2 separate regions of the Mus musculus genome follow, and region 1 is linked to region 2. The links are chromatin contacts, called in public Hi-C maps. All regions are on one chromosome and are shown on one strand. The core of a region is the stretch at or near the end of the contact, and the rest is flanking DNA. Distances in the headings are between cores, read along the strand shown.

Region 1 (3,491 bases), core at 63-2,562, 160 kb before region 2:
CCTTTTCAGACATTCCTCCATTCCTTGCCTTCTATACATTTGCTCACAAATGTTAGCAGGAGGGACACACTGTGTGTATACTTACATCCTACACAGATCATCTTGCTTTGTGTATGTCTCAGTTATGCTTCTGTTCCTGTGAGGAACACCAGGTCCAAAAGTAACTTGGGGAGGAAAGGGTTTCCTTCAGCTTTCACTTTTCACAGTCCACTGTGGAAGGAGACCAGAGCAGAACCAAAATGTGGAGGCAGGAACTGAAGCAGAAGCCATGGAGGAGCCCTATTTACTGGCTTGCTCCTCATGGCTTGCTCAGCCTACTTTCTTACACAGTCCAGGCCTACCTGACCAGAGGTGGCATTGCCTCCAGTGGACTGGGCTGGTATGTAGACCTCAGCTCCACATCCATCATCAGTCATGAAAATGGGTTGCAGGCTTGCCTACAGGCCACTCTAATGGGAACTTTTTCTTAACTGTGATTCCCTTTTCTCAAATGACTGTAGCTGGTTCCAAATTGACAAAAGTCAACCAGAACAATATACAACAGAATGATGCTTCTCCTCTGCCACCCACAGGGACTGATATCCCCTTAGGGATGGCTTGGACTTACTGAGAATGTATGCTCCAGAAAGAGGACAGAGGTGACCTACACTCTCTTTGTCTGTACACTTGTACAGGACAGTAACCAAATTTGTGAGGCATGACACAAATTAGACAATCTAATTATTGCGAGTGATGGTGACATTAGACATTTATTGGGGACCGACATGATGAGTTTAGAGATTTTCATAAGTTTGGTGATATTTCTTTGTGTAATGGGAACAATTATTATCATCCTCACAGCAGAAGAGAAATTTAAGGCACAGGCTAGTTGATACCCCACAACAACATAGCCAGGAGATAGCCAGGCCAGAACTAGAATTCAGAGAGTCAGATGCTCAGGCTTATGCCTTTGACCTTTGATGCTCGTGTTCCAGGCCATGCATATGTAAGATTACTATGGACATCAGTATTGACACTGAAGCAAAGGCAGTGGGCTGATACTGCAGCTTCAAATGGGTTCTGCCCTCTGTGAGCATTTCAGGACATTGACGTGACCTTTCTTTCTACGTCTTTCACAACAGGCACAGAGAGCTGACCGAACTACTGATGAGGGTCAAGTTATTGAGTTCCCACCTCCCAGCCTGGGAAATTACTCAGATCTCCCAGTAAACATTCCTTCTCTTTGGAAACAAGATGGCATAGACTGTGAGATGCTGCTGTGGAGAGACATGTTGCCATGGCAGCAGCTCATGCCTCCTTCCCACCCGCTCTGAGGTGCTCTGACACAGGCAGTGGTTTCCATAGTAACAGGAATAATTGAGGGTCTGTGAAGAAAGGACTTGTGTATGTTCTGACATGGGAAGAATTGAAAATGAATCCTGATCATTTAGAGGGCTATCCTACCATATGTCAAAGAGGAACAGCATCATCACTACAGGGATAATCCCAGAAAGTGGATCTTAGTGATCTTAGAGATTCTTAGCTTATACTCCACTAAAAGTTCACCTTTCATCTTTCTATGGGGACAATTTAAGACTTCATACAATAAGATGAAGAGGTGGAAAGTATAGCCAAGAGTGAAAGATCAGGAGTGTGTAGATCAATTACTACACAGGTGACAGGCTTACAGGTAACTTTTAAACATGGGTCCAGATTTCTTGGGAAAATTTCAAAGGATGAAGGAACCTATACTCTCCTCTATTCTATTCAAAGATGCTCAGTGCCCTTCCCACTAACTGACAGCGATACAGACTGCTCTGCCCCTTCAGAGTGCTTGCCTTGGTTGGTTCCAGTTAGGCTGAGATGCTACCCCCCATCTGTGACATGTGTGGCTCCATCTGTGATGTGGGCCTTCATATCAACATTCCCATTGACCTTTGGGGGCTTTGGAGGTGAGACGAGATAAAGACAGAAGGCCAACTAGTGTCAGTCCGTAATTCTAAGAGCAGGCTGAGTGGTACAGAGCTCTTAGCACAGTCTCCATGGTATGCCTCTTCCTGGGCTACACGTGGGTATGAGATGTGGCAGTCTTGCTAATACTAGAGAGCTTGGTTTGCGAAGACAGGTTCTAAGTAAGTAGTTTATATTGACACACTGATTTTCCTCACTCTCTGAAGAGCTACTGCTGCATTTTCTTCATTTTTGCAGTTGAAAAAATAAGACAGAGAGAGTTTGAGTAACATGCACAAAGTCTCACAATTACTACATAGCTAGAAATCAGACTGCACGCTGAACTGCACGCGTTGGCCATAGGAAGAAACCAAACTCTTATGTGCAAAAAGGGTTAGACAGACCAATTCCTCAGTGGCAGAAATCCAGTTCAGTGTTAAGGAGGAAAAGGGATGTGGTCTGTGGAGCTTCAAGCACAGCTGGATCTAGGCACTCCATCTGTTAGCTCAGCTCAGCCCAGCACCCTCCCTCTGCTAAATCCTCTCCCTCAGTGATGTCAGAGATGTCTACTGGCAGCTTCTAAGTGACATCTCACTTAGCTCAGCTCCAGGAGCTAAAGAGGATCTTGCCCACCCGCTCATCACTCCATGCAAGACTTGCAGTTGATAATGGTGATGTGGCTGCTCCAGTATGAGTCACATGCCAACTATTTAGTTGATGCTGTATTCTTAGTGGCCAGACTTGGATCAAGTGCCAAATCTTTTGGCTGTGGTGGGAGGAAGCTAAGATAAGGGGAAGAAAAGGAGGGAACGGATGCTGCATGGGAGGGACCACTAGCTGTCCTCCATCCTTGCTCTCTTCTGTATGCAGAGAAATGGTGGGGCTCAGGCACTCACTAGCCAAACCCTGCATCAGTTGCTTCTTGCTGCTCTGAGTTCTTCACTGTCTAAGGCACAGTCATGAACCAGTCTCTCCTCTATTTAGTGGGAGCTCTTGGAAGCTGTCCTCCCTGGATACTTTCCCCTCGGGCACTTCATAGGACATCCTCCTTTCGTGATATTGCTCTCTCCCGCACCCACGTGGCATTGCCTCATTACCTTTGCTCTCATTCCACTCTCTCCAGTCACCTCTCTCAGCTTCATTCATTAGCAATGCTTCAAATCTTTCATCTTCCCCATTCTGCTCAGCCCTCTTACATTTTTCTCACTGTCATTAAAAACCAATGCTCTGCATCTCCTTAGCCTTCTGTGATTTTTCTGTGGTATAGACCTAGGGGAACTTGGAAGCTTTCCTTGATGGGTCTCTGAGCACTTTTGAACCTTGTGTTTTACAGACCTGAGATTCAGGAAACTGAAGCATCCCTCTGTGGTGTTTACCACAGAGGGGGAACAGGAGCAGAGTGCTAAGCTTATCTCTTCCCTCCACACATCAGCTACTTTCCTCAGGCACATATCATGCAGTCTGTGTGCACACTCATTTCATCTTCTGTCCATTTCTGGTTCTTTGGACTCTCATTCAATCTCATGATTATTTTGATCTCAAGACTCCTCTTCCTCTGCAAG
Region 2 (3,702 bases), core at 291-2,790:
GATGCTGTTCTTAAAAAACAAAATCCCCACCAAACCCAGACACTATTGTGGATGCCAACAAGTGCTTGCTGACAGGAGCCTGATATGGCTCTCTCCTGAGAGGCTCTGCCAGTGCCTGACAAATACAGAGGTGGATGCTTGCAGCCAATCATTGGACTGAGCACAGGGTCCCCAATGGAGGAACTAGAAAAGGACCCAAAGGAGCTGAAGGGGTTTGCAGCCCCATAGGAGGGACAACAATATGAACCAACTAGTACCCCCAGGGCTCCCAAGGAGTAAACCACCAACCAAAAGTACACATGGAGGGACCCATGGCTCCAGCTGCCTATGTAGCAGAGGTTGGGCTTGTTGGACATCAGTGGGAGAAGAGGCCCTTGGTCCTGAGAAGGCTCTATTCCCCAGTGTAGGGGGATGGCAGGACAGGGAAGTGAGAGTGGGTGGGTTGGTGAACAGGGGGAGGTGGGATGGGATAGGGGGTTTTCAGAGGGGAAACTAGGAGAGGGGATTAAAATTTGAACTGTAAATAAAGAAAATAAAAAAATCATATGGCACAAGGCACATTGTTTTTAATTATGATTTCATTGCCTCTTATAAGTGAGACATGGGTTTACCGCATGCCGGGTCTTGTAGACTGAATATAAAATAAACTGCTTAATCCTCATTAAAAACAAACAAAACAAAACAAAACAAAAACAAAAACAAAAACAGAATCCCAAACGTTCGATTTATCAGTGAAGGCACAGAAGCCAGATGCTGTGGTGGAAGCCGGCTAGCTCACAGAGTCAGAGAAAGTACCCAGCTGACCTTCCCACTCCACTGGTGTCCCAGAAGGAAAAGCCCCTCCTCCTTCTGCACTCTGTCTTTATACCCTTCAACTCAGAGACTCTCCTTCTCTTTCCTGGGTTTTCTTATGCTCACTCCCTGACAATTGGTTGCTTAATCTGCCTCTTGGTCTATCGTTGACTTTATTGAGTTCTTGTTTACAGAAAGGTCTTGGATTAAAGCCATGTGCTAGGGCTGAGCCACACCACAACAAGGTTTATCCAGTTCACAATCTTGGGGTTCACACGGTGATCACATATCCTACATCACAAAGAGGAAGAATTAAGTGTTGAGTGACTGAGCTGGGATTAAACATTCATTGCTCACATGGAGTGGCTGAGCCATACAGAGCCACCAACAGGCATGGACTGAAGTAGCAAGAACAGAAGGCAAGGCTGAGAAGTTCCCCAGCAAACTGACCTTGTGGCTAAGTAAAGAAGTCTTTATTTTGCATGATGAGAATGGAGCTGATAACTCTGCATCTCACAGGTACCCTCAAAGGCTACATACACTAAGGCTTCCTCATGGCCAGCCGTTCCAAGTAGGCTGCCATCAGCCCTGCTCAGTTAGGCAATGGGAAGGGATTGGTGCATTCAGCACAAGCATCAGCTAAGACAGGCATAAAAACATAAAAAGGAGCCAAGCCAGGCCCCATCCGCACCAAGGAGAGCAGCTGAGTTCTGAAAGCAGGCTTATTAACTTTACCAGGCTCTGACGTTGCCATGGATACCACTAACCCAGTGTAGTATTACTTCTGCCTCTTGGTCCTAAAACTGCTTTGCTCTTCAGCCCTGAGTCATGCTGGCAGAGTGGGATTTTCTTCCCACTTCTCCAAATGGGCCCTTAAAGTACAAATGGCTTTTGAAGACTCAGAACCAGAGAGAACTCATCCTATTCCACACCATCGTTTCAAAAATTGGTTCCTTTCAAACACTATTGTACACCATACCAGCTGCATTTACATGAACGTGGACTTGTGTGAGTGAGCAAAACTGTGTTCTTAGAAAGTGCGTATCTGTGCTGTGAACACCACAGACCGTAGAAGTTAAAGGAAGGACATTAGTGAAGTACAAGTTCAGGTGTCTGTACTTATGTCTGTAATCAATAGTGGTCACGGAGCTCTTGAAAGGGATGTGTTAAGACTGTGGACAACCCAGTACAATGAAATCAACTTCATCCCCAAAATGATGCTCTTGAGAGTTAATGTTCTCAAAGCCTCAGCAAACAAGCAAAATTGCTTCTGACACTAACATTCCCAATAAGCACTTATCAGATGGATGAAAGTGTATTCATTTGTGCTGCACTTAATGTCTCACCCCCTCACCTCACTTGAGGCTCACAACTACATAAACCCAACAGGGCAATTGTTGCCTGTTCCATAATGAGTTATAGAAACACTGATCGCTTAAGAGTGCTGCTGGAGAAACTTGCTTGAAATGTGCACTTCCCAGTGGATCGATGGGTTGATCGATAGATGCTCCAAAGGCTGATGGCAGGAGGAAGAGTGAGCAACTGGAGCAGAATGTCAATGCCTGGACCTTGAAAATTCTCCCACTTCCCCAAATTCTGTATTTATCTTGAGTCCCTTAGCAATTCTCAGATCCTTAGACACTCACTATAAAGTGAAGGTGAGTTAACGTGAGTCAGAAAAAGAGTAACCGTGGCAGCTGCTCTGAGTGGAGAGCATCACCTTTGGCATGGTTATCTGTATTGTTCTCTCTTGGGATCCAGATAGTAGAGCCATTTTACATCCCCTGGGCCACAGAAGAGAGGCCAGGGAAGTTGCAGGTGTGCTTTATGTTTCTTCCCTGGGTTAAAGCAAACCTCAGAGCAGATGGGGAGGGTGTGTCATCTGAGCTGTTGCATGACCTGCTGCTTACACCCAGGGAGTGAGCATCCTGTTCTATTCACAGCTAAAGGTCATTCCAGCCCGAATTCTTGGGGTTCATTCAAGGTCACTCTCCTCAGGTTTTCTCTCATATGCAAAGTAGACTCAAAAAAAAAATCCTATTTTTCCCTCTTCTCTTTCTGATGCTCAGTCAACACCTGCCATTGGCAATGATTGCTTTTGCCAGGGAGAGAGAGAGAGAGAGAGCCTTTAAGGACCCTACAACTCTTGGGAAATTTCTCCAGGACACAAGTCATAATGAAAACCAAACAGAAGAGACCATGGAAGGGAGGAAAATAACTATCAGCAGCCTGAATCAAAGCTGCCTCCAACCTCATATGTGCCGCTCCCTCAACCCTGTGCTCTTCCCATCCACAGACGCATGAAGTCTGGGCTTTGCAGCGATGTGCGGGGCCAAGTATCTGCACTAGAGACCATGGATTTGGATGGTTCATGCTGTACAGCCAGGTGCATTCTAACACAAGTTCTCTGGAGGGATCTTGACTCTAAAGCTGCAAAGCACTAAGCCCTTCAGAACAGCAGCCATAAGTACATAAATGAATCAATACTCAAGCATTCTGTATGTCCAGGAATATTTACTACAGGAACATACTGGCTGGGGCTCAATTCTTGGACTCCTAACTGTGCTAGTCAATATCACTCGTCAATTAGAAACTAAAAGGATTTTATCACTCCACAGCACCCTGGACTCCTGGCTCACGAAATAGATTTCAAGTCAGTGTGAATAGCTTGCTTCAACCGGCAGCTGTGTTGCTGAAAAGATTCTTATAAATCAAATCCTCTTAAAATGCACAGAACTTTCTATTCAACGGGAACGCTGTGATCAATCCTTTTGTAGAGTGAAGAATCTTCCTATGCCATCTAAAATGGCACTACCACCTGTCCCCATCTGTATCTCTCTCTCCTCATTGCCCACTCCTGCCTGTCACCCTCCCCTATTCTTCTGTGAGGTCAGCTTTAGGCATACACAG

Evidence for each region. Hi-C and Micro-C count contacts between places; a contact is called where the count stands out from the background.
Region 1: a Hi-C map of cortical neurons shows a contact between it and region 2, with 2.7 times the contacts expected there. The contact joins two enhancer-like sites. A contact is called at or near these places in 2 of 39 promoter capture datasets (embryonic stem cells and hippocampal neurons), 6 of 484 Hi-C or Micro-C datasets (cerebral cortex, cortical neurons, embryonic stem cells and 2 more) and 1 of 9 other capture datasets (embryonic stem cells).

The regions. Positions count from the first base shown.
Region 1 is chr8:86,436,627-86,440,117 of GRCm38.p6, reverse strand. No RefSeq gene overlaps it. Among named protein-coding and RNA genes, the nearest start is that of Abcc12, 130 kb to the left of the region's middle. Within about 2 kb of position 1,312, at least 79 of the 459 cell types and tissues checked have an H3K27ac peak or open chromatin away from gene starts, as enhancers often do. A contact at or near this core is called in cerebral cortex, cortical neurons, forebrain and 2 more, where this site is marked.
Region 2 is chr8:86,271,824-86,275,525 of GRCm38.p6, reverse strand. No RefSeq gene overlaps it. Among named protein-coding and RNA genes, the nearest start is that of Gm33687, 6.1 kb to the left of the region's middle. Within about 2 kb of position 1,540, at least 53 of the 459 cell types and tissues checked have an H3K27ac peak or open chromatin away from gene starts, as enhancers often do. A contact at or near this core is called in cerebral cortex, cortical neurons, forebrain and 2 more, where this site is marked.